3 separate regions of the Mus musculus genome follow, and regions 1 and 2 are each linked to region 3. The links are chromatin contacts, called in public Hi-C and HiChIP or PLAC-seq maps. All regions are on one chromosome and are shown on one strand. The core of a region is the stretch at or near the end of the contact, and the rest is flanking DNA. Distances in the headings are between cores, read along the strand shown. Region 1 overlaps Sipa1l2 (signal-induced proliferation-associated 1 like 2). Region 2 overlaps Sipa1l2 (signal-induced proliferation-associated 1 like 2). Region 3 overlaps Disc1 (disrupted in schizophrenia 1).

Region 1 (4,709 bases), core at 1,658-4,157, 190 kb after region 3:
TTTTCTGTATATGTGAGTCTGACCGCTCCAATACCCACACTTCCTATAAGAGGGGTCACATGATCACTGGTCTGGGCTGCTGGCTTATCTCACTTTGCATAATGTCCACATCCATATTAAAACACATGGCCATCTTTCTTTATAAGGCTGAATAATGCTCTGTTGGATGCTGTCTTACTCCCCTCACTGCTGTGACCAATGGACGGGATTATTTCAGTCAGGGGCTGTGGTCCTTCCCAGGGGGAAAGGCAGCAAGGCAGTAGCATGCCTGTGTCCTGAGGTGGCGGCTGGTCGCATGGCATCTGCAGTCAGGAAACACAGACTGAGAAAGCTGGTGCTCAGCTCTGTCTCCTTTCTCTTCAGTCTGTTCACCCCTCAGCCATGGGATGGTGTCACATTTAGGGTACATCTCCCCTTAGCCAACCCAATCTAGAGAACCCGTCACAGGCATTCCCGGACATTTGTTTCCTAGGTGCTTCTAGAGTGGTCTGTCAACTTGACAGCGCTGACCATCATGAATGTGTGTGTTTTGGTTTCCTGGGATCCATATCTGAGGGATCTCCATCTTCCAGCTACTGTGAACATGGCTACATAAATATGGAGCAACAGTTCTATGCCTCTCTTCAATCCTTTTGTTCTATGTACAGATATGGGGACTGTAGTCACCAGCTCCCCAAACACTGTTTCCTCTGAGCCCTACATACATGTAGCATGTATACAAACAAGCAGATCACACATACACACACACACACTCAATACTAATACAATAAGAATAAACTAAAACAGGATCTGGAGAGAGATGACTCGGTGTTTAAGAGCAATGGCTGCCTTTGTTTCTATACCCAGGTTAGATTCCGAGCACCCACATGACAGCTCACAATCGTCTGTAAGGCTAGCTCCAGGGGATCCAACCCCCTTTTCTGGCCTCTGAGGGTATCAGGCACCCATACAGTACACAGACATTCATGCAGGCAGAACATTTAAAAACAAAACTAAAAGCTTCTGAGAATAGCTGTGCGTGTAAAATGCGTGTGGGAACGCACAGACTTGCTATTCCCGTCCAGTGAGTGCGTTCACACGGCAGAGCTACCTTTATGAAGCTGAGATTTTAGGATATTCTGCGGGAGCGTGTCTCCTTCTATAGGTGTGTTTGTAGCCTGAATGACTTCAGATTATTGGCTGAGGCACCTCCACTCTGCATGGCCCTCCTCCTGGCTCTCAGGCTCCATGGAGGCTTCCCATACCGTTCCCTCATAGGCGGATGGAGGGATACTGATGGCCAGGATGGCAAAGTCTGACTTTTAATTACTTTTGTTCTTCAGTAAGTTGAGGACAGTGCAGGGGTCAAAGGGAGATTCACATGAGCCCGGTGGGAGGAGCTCACTGTTTCTCGTCGGCTGTTCTGGCACTGGATGCTGTGCAAGACTCAGACAGATCCAAAAAAGTCCAGCCGTTCTCGGTTGACTCTGTTATCTGCTGAGCAAAGACTTGGACAACTTCAGAAGTTGGCAAATCTGGTGTCATCGAAGGATGAGTTGGATGGGGGAGGGGCTCGTGTCCAGGAGTGAAAGTGTGTGATGTTTGGGACTAGGGGAGAGAGCTCAGCCAGGAAAATGCTTGCTGTGTGGGTAGGGGGCTCCACTGTACCCCCAGAACCCACAATAAAGTCAGGTGTGAGGAGCGGGTGTGGCAGCAGTCCCAAGATGGCGCCCGGGACTGCAGCTAAGTTTTATGACTTGCACCTGACTTCCTCATACACCTGAAAATAAGCCACGACCATCATGAGAGCTGCGCAGGTGCACCATGCTGCTGGCGGTGTAAACAAGTCCATATTTGGTGGAGACATGCCCCTGCCACCCTGATTGGCTGAAGCTGTGTGCCTGGTGAGGTGGCGTGGCCTGCCGTGAGTGGATGGGGGCTGAGAGTATATAAGCAGACCTCCCTGGGTGCCCGGGGTCCCCATAGCAGCATCGAGGCATTCCTGCAATAAAGGCTGTTGAGAAGAATCCGACCGTGTTGTGTCTTCCTTGCCGGCCGAGGTGGCCGCAACAGTCAGGGTGATGACGTGCAGATACTCCCAGGGTTGGAGTTTGCTGGCCAGCCCCCCCCCCGAGCAGTGAGAGGCTGGCCTCACAGCCCACAAGCCGGATGGCATCCGAAGCACATCAGATGAGGTTGTCCTCTGGCTGCCACACACATTACATGTTACCTACAAATGTGACATCTGAGGTGACACCTGCTGAAGTCTTGCATGTGCCTAATTTTCAGGCAGCTCAGCATCTGGCTTATTTGGAGTCTGCCAGTGAAAAGCAGGCGTGTTTCTCTGGTTTGGGTACACATCTACTACTGTTTTCTTTGCTGTGACAGTTATTTCCTGCTTTCTTTCCTCGGAGCAGGCCCCGGGCTTGTGTGCATCCCTAGAACGAGGTCCTGGTTTTTAGTTTCCACATGAAAACTTCACATGCATCGAAAGGACGGACCTAGATTCTTTCTAACGTGTAACCCACAGTCTGTGCAGGCAGCATTGCCTGGGGCCTCCCTCACCTCCATCTGGGATGCTAAGAGCGCAGGCTGACTCGGTTTCCAAGGATCCAGAGCTACTTAATGGTCTCCCGAGGCACAAACTGAATGAAGCAGAGCTGGTGTAGGATCCTTCAGAAACTTCTCACAAGTGCATTCATTTACAGTGAGGTGGCACAGTTGCCACTGGGGTCAAGAGGGACACAGAGGTTTGGCTAGATGATTCATCTCCAAGGAGATGGAGCTCTCCGTTTGACTGGAAGCACAGTCAGCTCCAAGAGGAACCTCCACAGCTTCCTTCTCCAAACCAGAGAATGAGCCGGTGCCTCCCTCCTCACTGAGGGTTGGCTCTGAGTCAGCTTCAGGAGTCTCAGGCTACTGTTTCGCAAGGGCACGTGACTTATCCAAACACTCTGCCACCATCACATGATTCTGTCTCCTAGCGCCTCTGCACAGGAGTGTTGGGATCACAGATGCCTGCCACTGCGTCCAGCAGTCTGTATGGGTTCCACAGACAGAGCTCAGGCCATCAGGTGTGAACGGCTAGTGCCGTTACCTGCTGAGCCATCTCCCTAGCCTGCATGCCTTCATGCTCACAGGCGGCCATCTCTCTAGTTGTAGGCTTTGCAGGTTAGAAGTTGTGGCGTCCATGGCCTGATGCCCTCCCTGGTGAATGACCTGTAATCAAACTGCATTTGGATGGACGGGTGGGGTCCTGGGCTGCTTCTACCTCATTGATAACCGAGCAGCTCAGCAAAACAGGCTTCTGCCGTTGCCCTTTGATGGCAACTTGTGTTTTTAATAAGCCTTCTCCGTAGTACAGGGGAAAAAAAACCCACTATGCTAATTACTTTCAACTGCCACAGACTGGGAAGGTTTTGACACACAACTGTTCACCCCACAAGGTGAGAAACAAGCACCTGCTTAATTATTCTGAAATCAAAGATATTTCCTTTATTGGCCTGATTCCAGTATCAGTTTGTAGGAGTGCGTCCTCACAGCAAGTTAACATGCGTGGTTAAGAGGTGTCGGTCACCAAGCCTGTTTAGCCCACTGCGAAGCTGTGCAGAGCTACCTGTACCCCAGGGGCAGGAAGCCATGGTTGGCTAACCTGGATACGGGGAAACATCACTTTTGAAAAGTAATGGACCACAGTCACCTTGCCTGTGTGTGAGGCATGGCTCAGGACTTGACAGATGACTCTACTCTGGTCTTAGACACATGAGGGAAGACTTAACAACCTCAAGAAGACACTGCTGTCTTGGACCACGGTGATGCGTAAAGTTGGGATGGCTCTCCAGCTGTTTTCATCTGGAGCCTTTATTTTCTCTAAGGCACGCTCACCCGACCTGCTTGGCTGCACTCTAAAGATCATACCTGCTCTAGATCAAAGACTTGGATCAGTTGTGCCCCAGGTCCTGGACAGACACATGGCTGTCATGGCTAAGCTTTCAAACATGTGGTTCCGGCTAAGTTTCTGCTACTGTTTTGTCTGTCGTACAACTGCCTTACAAACAACTCTGAATTCCTGGAGGAAACACCAACTTATAAGTTGGATGTGGTGGCACGAATCTGCAAGTCCAGGTCTCCGGTGCTGAGGCAGGAAGACTGAGCTCAGGCAAACCTGGGTTGTATACACACACACACACACACACACACACACACACACACACACACACAGTGAGCCCAGGCTTAAAACCAACTGACTAATGAGGAAGCTTGAGCAAGATTTCACCCCAAGTCGAAGTTTATCTGCTCATACAATGGGAAACACCAGAGCCTTCTGAGGACAGACACTCTCGGGGTCAAGGGGACCTGGAGCTGAGAGAGTCGTGTATGTGACACCTTCTGAGGATGGACACTCTCAGGGTCAAGGGGACCTGAAGCTGAGAGAGTCGTGTATGTGACATGTAGTAGTGAATCCCTAGCCCTCTGAACCAGCAGGAGACTAAGAGGTGGCTAGACAGTCCTGAATATGGACCAGGGTCCGAAATGAGCCCACAGGGATGACCGACATGTCACAGTCCACACAGACAGGCAACACTGCTTCTGATGTTGACTTCTTTTGAACATTTATTAAAAAAGCAAAATGTATGTTCATCTCAAATATAACAGTTAAAAATGGAGAAGCAATACAAACAACGTGTTAGCCAGCAGCATCCGGTCCTCAGCTCGCCCACCTGCTTCAG
Region 2 (5,075 bases), core at 1,341-3,840, 230 kb after region 3:
CTGTTATCGAGCAGTAACAGCATCTATGTAAACTGTAAGATGGAACTGGCCAACAGGAGGGTGATGGTCTTACAAACTGCTGCACAATCTTTGTTATCAGGGAAAGGGGTACTGCTTCAGTTAACAAATCACTCACAAGAAAAACTGTGTAATAACACCGGGCAGACTAAAGGGACCCAACAGAGTGGAGACGAGGCTGACTTGTCAACAATGCAAGTGATTGGCAATTTCTGCCATTGAGTTGTTGGGAATTCTAGTGGAATGAATTGAACCAACCAACAGACAACTGCATGGATGGACAAGTGAACAGAGAATTAAGGAATAAACAAATGGATGCCAGAGAAAGAGAATGAGAGAGTGATGAAAACACGCAACCCGGCAATGGCTCTGGGATTATGGGCTTACCACGCTTAGAGCGCAGGTAATCACTGCACTGGCAGGCATGGCAGGCATGGCAGGACTGAGCATGTGTCAGGTGGCTGGGTGGCCGCTAGAGCTTCAAGTCCTGAACAGTTTCAACATTTCACACCAGGACTCATTAGAGGGTTGGTAAGACAGGAATAGATACAATAGCCATTTTACTATCTATACAAATAAAACAAATTAGAACTGTAATCTAAAATCTCATTTGAGTCCTCTCTCTCTCTCTCTCTCTCTTTCTCTCTCTCTCGTGTGTGTGTGTGTGTGTGTGTGTGTGTGTGTGCGCGCACACACACACACACACACACACACACACACACAAGCTGTTAAAACAGAATTTTCTTCCTGTTTCTCATTTCCCATTCTTCCCTCTTCCTGTACTTCAGGGAGTCAGGCGACAGACAAAGGCATGGTGCACGAAGCTTTAATTTTATAGAACACTGTGAGAACAATCAGTTTGGCTCTAGATAACCCATGGAAATCTCTGCTGCCCTGTGTCACATGGAAATGTGGACCCTTGTCAACAAAGCACAAAGAATCACAGGAGCCAGATGTACAGCCTGGAGTTTCATTTCCATTTTTATTGGACATATTTACTAAATTCGCAATGTGTGGCAAGTCATGCATGGCTCTGGAGAGTCATTACTTCTCAGACAGCGGCCTTTGAAGGATGCCTTTCCCCTAAAATGTCACTGACTGAATGCGAGGGTTAGGGGTGGGGCCTGATCTTTGAAAAACAGAAAAAGATCTTTAAATAGAACAAAACCAAAACCCAACAACTTTGTGTGTGTAAATGTGGGTGGGTGGATGCATGTGGGCCACGGTGCCCATATGAAAGTCACAGGACAACCCTGGGTGTCTATTCTCACGGTCCACCTTGAAACGGGGGTCGCTGATGCACAGCAGACTGGCAGGCCCTGAACTTCTGGGGCTTCCTAGCTCTGCCTCCCGTCTTGCCAGAGGAACGCTGGGCTTCCAACCTCCCAGGGCTGCTCTCCTGTGGGCCTAGGGATCTAAACTCAGGTCTGCATACTTCCTGGCAAGCCCTGCACCTACTTAGTAATCTCAGTCAGAAAGACCTTAATCAGGCAGCCCAGGGAGTGGCAGCACTTCCGGCCCAGTAGCCAGAATGAGCCCATTCCTCAGCTCATTTCCATTTGAAGAGTCATCCCCGGTGCTCCGGGTCGCTCCCGAGATGGGCTAGAATTTACTCAAGGGTCCTGGCCCAGCAGGAGATTCCTTAATGAGCTTCCCCCACCAACTCCATCAAGAAACCAAAAGTGGCCCTGGTTTCTTTCAACTGGGAGCAGGGTGGAGGCAGGCAGCTGGACTGTCCTTGAGGCTCAGAAATGACTTCAGAGCAGGCGTGGCTTTTGATTCACACAAACACACCAGCTCCACACAAGACTTCAGTCAACTCTGTAGTGAAGGGTGGAACCAGGCAGGCATCACTGACCTGAGGACAGCCAGAAGTGCCCATTAACCTGAAGGCCCCTCAGGCTGCAGGAGGAAGCAGATGGGTTCTCAAATTATTTCTCACTGATATCCTGTAAGAGTATTACTGAGCTAATCTATCTATCTATCAATCAACCTATCTATCTATCTATGAATGAATGAGGCACTTTCTCATTCAGAGAGGCACAGCACTGAGGTAAGATTCCTTATAATTAGCTAGTTTTGCCGTGTCTGTCACCCTCATAGAACTTGCACAGAGGCCCACTACATAGTAAAAAATCACACAGATGTGTGCACATGCACATAACTGCTCATTTAACTCCTTTCCTTCCTGACAGGCTCTAAGAGCCAATTTATGAAAGAAGATGGAGGTAATTTTCCACACCACAAATCAAATGTGATGTCAGAGCCTCAGGCAAATCCTGTATCCTTAACTATAGGACCATGAAACCAATGTAAGCTGCCCTTAAAGAGAGTTTTCAGTTTTATTTAAAAGGTTTATTATTTATTGGTGTGCATGTGCATGCATACGTAAGCTGGGAAAGCAGCTTGGTACTTGCCTAGCATTCCTGAGGCCTCTAGCAACATGCACACAGGAGCATGTGTGAGACACATACATGAACTCCCTCTTTCTAACATAACAGAGTACTACAGGGCCTGACTGTACTGGGGCATGGCTGGGACACCCAGAGCAGCACTTCCTGCATAGCTAAGAGCTGGTGTGACAGGGCTGCAGGCAGAGGACTTCTGACTACAGCACATACCATTCTCAGGGCCCATCCCCATCAGAAGTGAAAGTGAATCAGGAAGAATGAAAACACTAACTTTAAAAAAGCTCAATGGAGAGTCCTGCTTGATGTGTGCTGGGTTGGTTCCTTCCCCAGAGGTGAGAACAGAGAGAGGGCAGCTGAGCAATGTAAGGAGAAGACTGTGTGCTCTGGGAAGGGCATCAACAAAGGCGAAGTCTCTGAATAAATATCCTGGCTATTTTCAATTGCACTTAAAACAAAGAATTAATTATAGGCAGATCCAGGCAGATAAGAAAGCCTCTTTGGAGGAAAAACATGCTCTTGAGGAAAAGACAGCAGCAAAAACATCCACTCTGTAGTTTTGTTTATTTGTTTTAGCTGAAAAACAATTCAATATTCCTTAGGAAATTCTATTCTTTGAAATCATGTGCTCAAAATACCAGGCATAATGAGAATGTTACTATTTTTATTATCTAACGTTCTTAAAAGCTTCTAGAGTTTCTTACAGAGCAACAGCAGACCAAACCTATATCAGGTCTGGAAACGTTTTCACTCATCTCTGCAGTTGTCTTGTCTCCAGGAGAAACTGAAGACCTGACCCTTGCTGACAGAGGAGGCACACATCTGTATTCCCACCACAGATGCCCTTAAAAGTTGCTGTCAAAGACGTTCACTTACAGGCCACGTCAGCTTCTATTCTAGGAAGGCCGAGAGGAAGCTTAGCTCTTACTCAATTTGACTTTTGTTTTATGAAATAGTTTTTTATCTTCCATTGTGGCTTCTTTATCTTAAGTTTGGCTCATGGGGTCCTGGGACAAGGCGGTAGGGTCTAATGGGCAGAGTCTGGAAATGTGAGGTTATGAGAAACTCCTTGTGAGGGCTTTACAGGAGTCGGACCTTTAACACCAAGAAGGATTTCAGCTCTTTTTAAACCTTTATTTTATAAACCTATTGGCAAATGTAGGAAACATGGCCACTGAAAGACCAGGGGGCTAGGGCTGGAGCTCAAGGGTGGAGTCCACGCCTAGTGTGCACAAGGCCTCTGGTTCTATCCACAGCATCACAAAAACAAACCCACCAGGCTGGGAGCCAGTGCTAAGTAAGTTCAATCTAACAGACTTTACAAACTCTGGCATCTTAACCACCGAGACCAAGATGACACAGAGCGGAGTGGTTTGTTTTCTAAAAGATCCCCATTTAGGGATGAGCTCCCCAAAGGGGCGGCCATTAGAGCCACCTGTGGTTAATTAAGCTGATTTAATTAAAGTGAAAAATTCAGCCATGCTTCAAGTGTGTGGCAGCTGCATGCAGCTTGGGCATGGCACAGATGCGACCAGGCGTGTGCCCCTATGAGGGAGGAGAAAGGAGACCTTTGTGTCCTGAGTCCAGAAGGTAGATACAGCCAATGCACTGTCCTCATAAAAATGTCCCCTTTGATATGACAGGAATTTGTTGGGGAAGAGCAGCGGGGAGGGGCCTGGGAGGGAAAACTGCAGCTGCGATGTAATATATGAGAGAAGAATAAATTAATTAAAAAGTGACAGAAACTTGAGCGAATTTAAAGCAATCGTCTTTCCCCCTCAACTGAAATGTAGAGCAAACACTAATCATGCTGGTAAGTTCTGAGTACTCTGAGGGATCAGGGTCCCTGTGGTGCAGATGTGAAAGGAACTTTAGGACTCCTTCCTTCCCCATGACCACACAGCAGGGCCCTGACCTCAGCCTCCTGCATCCTCCCAGCAGGTAAACTCTGGGGCCTGCCTCATGACTAACCGGATGGAGACAGACACAAGCTGCATGGCCACCAGAGCCCACACACCTGTACTAAAAGAACCACACGAAAGTAAAACGTCAAGGTTTGAAACTCACCTATGACTCTCAGCAGTTCTTGCTGAGGATGCAGAGGTTGGACAGACCTAGTGGTGTCACCTTAAGGCTGAGTGCCACGACCATCTGTCTGCAGCAGACAGACAGACCACTCCCACACCTATGCCTGTCCCTTCCTACCACCTATGTGCAGATGCCCTGTCCCTGTTGGACACCTCTGAGGCTTCAGTGTGAGAACAGCATGGCCCCCAGAATCTGCCTACAGTCTCACATTGCTCCAGACAGGCCCTGCCTTGTTAGCTACTCATCCTGATTTGAGCTGTGCAGGCTGTGAAGGTTGTGCACACTCAGTCTCAATAGGTCAGGTGAGCCAAATGGACCCACCCCCTGGTCTTGGTGACTCAGTCTCACAGTCAATATCTGGTGTCACTCTTTAGCGCACCAATGGTGCATGCCACATGCTCATCTGAAACCCTTTAACTAGTGCGCCAATGGCTCAGGTGTCCACTGACAGCTCACCAGCTCTCTGAGGATCCTGCAGGCAGGCAGGAATGTCCCTGGTGACAGTGCACACTGCCCAGCCTCCTGGTCTTACCTGCGGGGAGAGCCATCCTCGTGGGGCTG
Region 3 (4,710 bases), core at 1,717-4,216:
CAATATGTCAATGGCAGAGATCCAATTTGTCTTTAATGAAATGAGAAGGTTTTAATGATTCCAGGGCGTGTTGAGATTGCATGATAGTTTAATTTGACAACGTGCCAGGACCCTGTGACCTCCAGACAGATGGGTTCTAAAGTCTCTGCTGCTGGGGGCAGGGAGGTTCTCAGACCTTCTCTCTAGAAGGCAGGCCTTTCCAAGACTGTCAGTGACTGCTCTCCCCAGTTCTCACTGGTGAGTCTGATCCACAGCCACAGGAAGTACACGGTTGACATAGCATGACCCGTGGGGTTCAGAGTCAGTCTGCTCCCACTTCCCCCTCCGCCTGTCCCTCCTTCCTGTCCCTGCCGCCTGCCTGTGTCCGGCGGCTGCTATGAGAGTGCCTGTGATGAGGAATGAGTCCCAGGTTCAAACACACCAGGCTCTGCACCATTACAGCTTACTGTCACACCAGCGTGGAGGGCTGGATCCCTCCTCAAGCTGCAAAGAACTCCTTAGCCTCATTCATCCCAAACTCGGCGATGCTCTGTGTGCGAGAGCACTGGCGTGGATCCCCACACTTGGCTTTTCATGTGGGTGCTGGACACCTGTGCAGCAAGCAGTTCACCCCACTGAGCTATGCTAAAGAAAAAAAAGTCCCCAGACCAGTGAGATGGCTTGTTCAGTAGTTCTTCCACGGAGCCTGGTGATCTGAGTTTGCCCACTGGGACCCACTTGGTACGAGGAGAGAGCTGATTTCTTCAAGTTGTCCTCTGACCTCCACCTGTAACACACATGAGTATGGGGCACACACATACATACATACATGTAATTAAAATTTTTACGTTTCCAATGGAAATCATGTAATTATTTCCTGGACGAAGCCTAAGGTGAGAATCACTAAGAGATGACTTGTGACAACTACACAGACCATCTGGCCAAGTTACTTCCATTATTATTCTGTAAACGAGACTGTAAGCAATGCCGTGGTTTCCCCAGAGGTGCCGCAGCCGCTGGGGCAGGCCGGTGCGATGCATCAGCCGGCTCAAGCCTGTCTTAATCGACTCTTGCATGGATTTCTCTATTTGTTGCTCTCTGTGGAACTGTCCTTGTTCTGACAGTGGAGTTTGGTAGTGCTGGCAGTTACAGGATTGGATGGAAGTGGCCCCCGAGGCTGCTGTGGCACAGGTGTGTTCATTTGTGTGGCTCACTGGAGTGTGAAGGGGAGATGGGGTTTGAAGGATATCTCCTCCTCCTGCTAGTCAGAAGGGCAAGCTGCCCCTGGAGTTTGCCTGACCTGTCATCTCTAAGTGACTGTGAGTCCTTTCAATAAGAGGAAGGGGCTAGTCGGGTTTAGGTGAACAGTCTGAGAGTAAACATGGTCCCACGTAGGTTTTAGCATCCAAGAGGGACTTCTTTTGACATTGTGACATAGCATGTTCATCTACAAAGTTCACTATGGAGGACCCTGCCAAAATTTTCTATCGTAATCCCCTTGTGTTTTAAACAAGTCGCAACATGTTAGGTCACTCTCATGGCCATGCTTGGCCACGTGTGGTGTGCAGGCAGCAGTGGAAACACCTGGTGGACGTTCACACAGAAGCCTGGAGCCTGGTTCTCGTCTGAAACTCCTTTAGTCTGAACTCTTCTGACAGCCAGCAGACTGATGTCCAGACAGTCTAATCCCCAGAAAGATGATGCTGATCTCATGTCGGGGTGAATAGAGTGTCCCACATATCTTTTTTTTTTCCAAGACAGGGTTTCTCCGTGTAGCCCCGGCTGTCCTGGAACTCACTCTGTAGACCAGGCTGGCCTTGAACTCAGAAATCTGCCTGCCTCTGCCTCCCAAGTGCTGGGACTAAAGATGTGCACCACCACGCCCGGCAATGTCCCACATATCTCGTCTTCTCAACGGTTCTTATACTACTGGCTTTTTGGCTTTAACTCACTGACCCCCCCCCCAAAAAAAATATTAAGCACAGTCAGGTGATCCCCTTGCTGTTATTGATTTGGCTGCATTTGGCTGCATTTGGGAGGCCTCCCCACTGGACCTCACAATCCAATGTGGGGAGCAGCCTGCTTCTCAGGGGAAGGTAGAGAGATTGGATGACTTAGGAATCATCTTTCTGGTGTGGCTTGATGGATTCTGGGGGCCTTCTGTCTGCTAACATTAGAGAAGGATACACTTCAGGACTATCTCTACAGCATGGCTTGAAAGCCCTGAGAAGGCCTTGATAAGATCATCTTTGTCTCTGGTTGGAGAAGAGCAGAACTTGGGGCAGAACAGAGTGTGGTCTGGCACCGTGCTTTCTGGCACTGCATGTGTGTCACTTAACCATGCACAGAGGCTGAGAGGCCACCACGGGCAGGACAATGGGACGTGGCTCACCTGAAGAGCTTGAGATCTCATAGCTGAGATACAGAAAAAGCCCAGCGTCCTCTGATGGGGCCGAAAGCTTGAGGAGAGCCTGTGCGCCCTCCAGATTAGGAACTGTGTGCTCAGTGCCAATGGGAAACACACAGAGAGGCAAATATTTGCTTGAAGAGTGTCTTTCTGACACGCCAAGGTACGATTCTCCCCTGAAAAGCCAATCACTAGCTAACCCCAGTTCCGCATTAGAATCAGAGGAAAATGAACCCCCACAGCAAGAGACCCCTCGTTTGGTACATCCAGCGGAGATAATGTGACCAGCATGCAAGGCACAGAATACTGATAAGGCTGTGACAAGTCACGCTTAGACTCGGTGTCACATTCAGATGGTAGCTGAGAGATGAAAAGCAAACAGAAATTAATCCCCCTCCAGGAATCTCATACACATTCACTTAGCGCTAGCCTGCCGCTCAGCGGTCTGTCTCCCATTCTCCCCATTAATAACTATAATCAAATGTCCATGATCAGTTTCCACCAACCGGGTAATTGCTCTGGCTCCCCCATTCTCTGGGATGGGCAATGTGTTCACAAGATGGGGCAGTTGTGTAACCGTTCTGTCCATGCGAACTCCGGAAGTCAGCCGTGCCCTGCAGCTGTGAGTGTCAGCCCACTTGCTCTCTGTGGAGTGAAGGAAGGAAGTAATTTTATTGTGCTATTTTTAGACTTCAATTTAGATTTCAGCTGTTATGATACTCTGTGTGCCTGGATGGATAGAGATGTCTGCACACAATTCCTCGGTACAGTTCTGAGTTGGCCCTGGGCTCCAGCAGGTCCCAGATTTCTTCTCAGCCTGTGACCGCAGCAGTGCCCTGTCACAGTGACTTCCCCTCAGCTGAGACCTGTCGGGTCATAGGGTGATGGTGCCATCATGTACCCATAGTGCCTGGCAAACGGATGCTTCCTTTTACCTGAGGAGGCTCAATCTGTCCTCTCCTATACATGCCTAATGGGCACCCCACAATTCTCTGTAAGTAGACTCAGTTCATGGCTGTCTTGCAGTTTGAGACAGTTTTCTAGAGGCGGTGGATGAAAGCTCTGACAAGAGGGTTTCCTTTCTCACAAGCCAGAAGGATGAGGGCACTGGGCTGCCTTTGCCTCTGCCGTGGAAGATAGCTCTGAACCTCAGGAGAATTCCTAGGTCTCCAGCATTAGGAGTGAAGCTAGCCTGAAACACTAAGGGGTTCTTGGGTGTGTGCCAGACGTACCCGCCTGAGCCTGTTGGGTGTCAGGCACGTGTGTGTTGGCACCTGTGCCAATTCAGATCTCTGTGCCTGAGAACCAACCCTGTAGATATTGGAACACAGTGGCCATTAACCCACAACTTATTCATTACCGGCACAGTTTGTAGCACAAGCACCAACTGTGACATCATACACCACCACCTTGTACTATACAGGTCAGAAAAGCGGGATCCTAACGGGATTTCCCATGTGGCCTTATAGAGGGATCTGTGCCCATGGCCTCTTCTGCTTCTTCCTCTCCCTCCTCACCTCTCCTCTTCTCCCTCATCCACCTCCCCTTTCTCTTGCTTCTTCTCCCATCAAATCGCAGACTTCTTAAATAACCTGCCATGACCTGGATATCTATGCCCTGTCTCAATTAAAGTATTGATTCTTACTCCCCATTGGGGTGTGGCCTTCAGAAGTTATAACATTAGCATCTTTGCTCCTCCCACCATACAAGGACACAGCTAGATGTCGTCATCTACGGGACAGTGTACCCTCAGATTTTCTGATGCCTTGATCATATATACATTCAAACTTTAATATATGCATACATATATATCCAAAAACATCTAGATATTTCTGTTTTGTCCTTCTGAGCTGCTTAGAAAGCTCTCTCCCCCTTAGACATTGTAGAGATAATTTGAAATTTGAGTTTGGTTTGTTTGGGCTTGAGCAGTCAAGAAGCCAGACTGAATGGCCCTTCCATATTTATTCTGAGACTTTAAATTTTAATGTAGCCAATTCCACAACAATTACCACCAGGAAGGCTTCCTTTTGTTAACCTTAGGTTGGATACTTTTCCAGTCTCTCTGGGCAGGTGTTCTTTCAGTGATTGTAAGCCAAATGCTTTCCTCCCATCCATTGCTTTTGCTCAGTGTTTTATCACAACAGATAGGGAGCTAGGATACCCATGTCTGTGATTTGTTGATAATCTGCAGCTTTGGGAGTGCTTATGCAATCCATGGTGGGCTGGCTTTCCACAGCAAGAAAGGAAAGCAAGTTGTTCTTATGTGTGATTTTTGAGATTCCAAGACTCCTTCAACTGCTTGACAGAGCTCTGCTTGCTCCAAC

Evidence for each region. A called contact is a pair of places that touch in the nucleus more often than the background predicts. HiChIP or PLAC-seq counts read pairs in DNA pulled down with a chosen protein or histone mark.
Region 1: an H3K4me3 HiChIP or PLAC-seq map of bone marrow-derived macrophages shows a contact between it and region 3, with 2.4 times the contacts expected there. The contact joins two enhancer-like sites. A contact is called at or near these places in 3 of 39 promoter capture datasets (cranial neural crest, frontonasal cranial neural crest and maxillary cranial neural crest), 1 of 484 Hi-C or Micro-C datasets (bone marrow-derived macrophages) and 7 of 115 datasets of contacts at active chromatin or transcription factors (bone marrow-derived macrophages, double positive thymocytes, embryonic basal ganglia and 4 more).
Region 2: a contact with region 3 is called in a Hi-C map of bone marrow-derived macrophages, with 23 read pairs. The contact joins two enhancer-like sites. A contact is called at or near these places in 8 of 39 promoter capture datasets (the C10 cell line, cranial neural crest, embryonic stem cells and 4 more), 3 of 484 Hi-C or Micro-C datasets (bone marrow-derived macrophages, forebrain and nephron progenitors) and 4 of 115 datasets of contacts at active chromatin or transcription factors (VIP interneurons, astrocytes, embryonic basal ganglia and 1 more).

What each region holds. Positions count from the first base shown.
Region 1 is chr8:125,413,499-125,418,207 of GRCm38.p6, forward strand. It overlaps Sipa1l2 (signal-induced proliferation-associated 1 like 2), which reads right to left. Exons shown (of 22, transcript NM_001357372.1): 22 at 4,570-4,709. Among named protein-coding and RNA genes, the nearest start is that of Gm30713, 30 kb to the left of the region's middle. Within about 2 kb of position 2,908, at least 52 of the 459 cell types and tissues checked have an H3K27ac peak or open chromatin away from gene starts, as enhancers often do. A contact at or near this core is called in bone marrow-derived macrophages, where this site is marked.
Region 2 is chr8:125,459,106-125,464,180 of GRCm38.p6, forward strand. It overlaps Sipa1l2 (signal-induced proliferation-associated 1 like 2), which reads right to left. Exons shown (of 22, transcript NM_001357372.1): 10 at 5,047-5,075. Among named protein-coding and RNA genes, the nearest start is that of 4930566D17Rik, 61 kb to the right of the region's middle. Within about 2 kb of position 2,591, at least 97 of the 459 cell types and tissues checked have an H3K27ac peak or open chromatin away from gene starts, as enhancers often do. A contact at or near this core is called in bone marrow-derived macrophages, where this site is marked.
Region 3 is chr8:125,224,340-125,229,049 of GRCm38.p6, forward strand. All of the region lies in intron 10 of Disc1 (disrupted in schizophrenia 1), which reads left to right. Among named protein-coding and RNA genes, the nearest start is that of Gm30713, 160 kb to the right of the region's middle. Within about 2 kb of position 2,967, at least 74 of the 459 cell types and tissues checked have an H3K27ac peak or open chromatin away from gene starts, as enhancers often do. A contact at or near this core is called in bone marrow-derived macrophages, where this site is marked.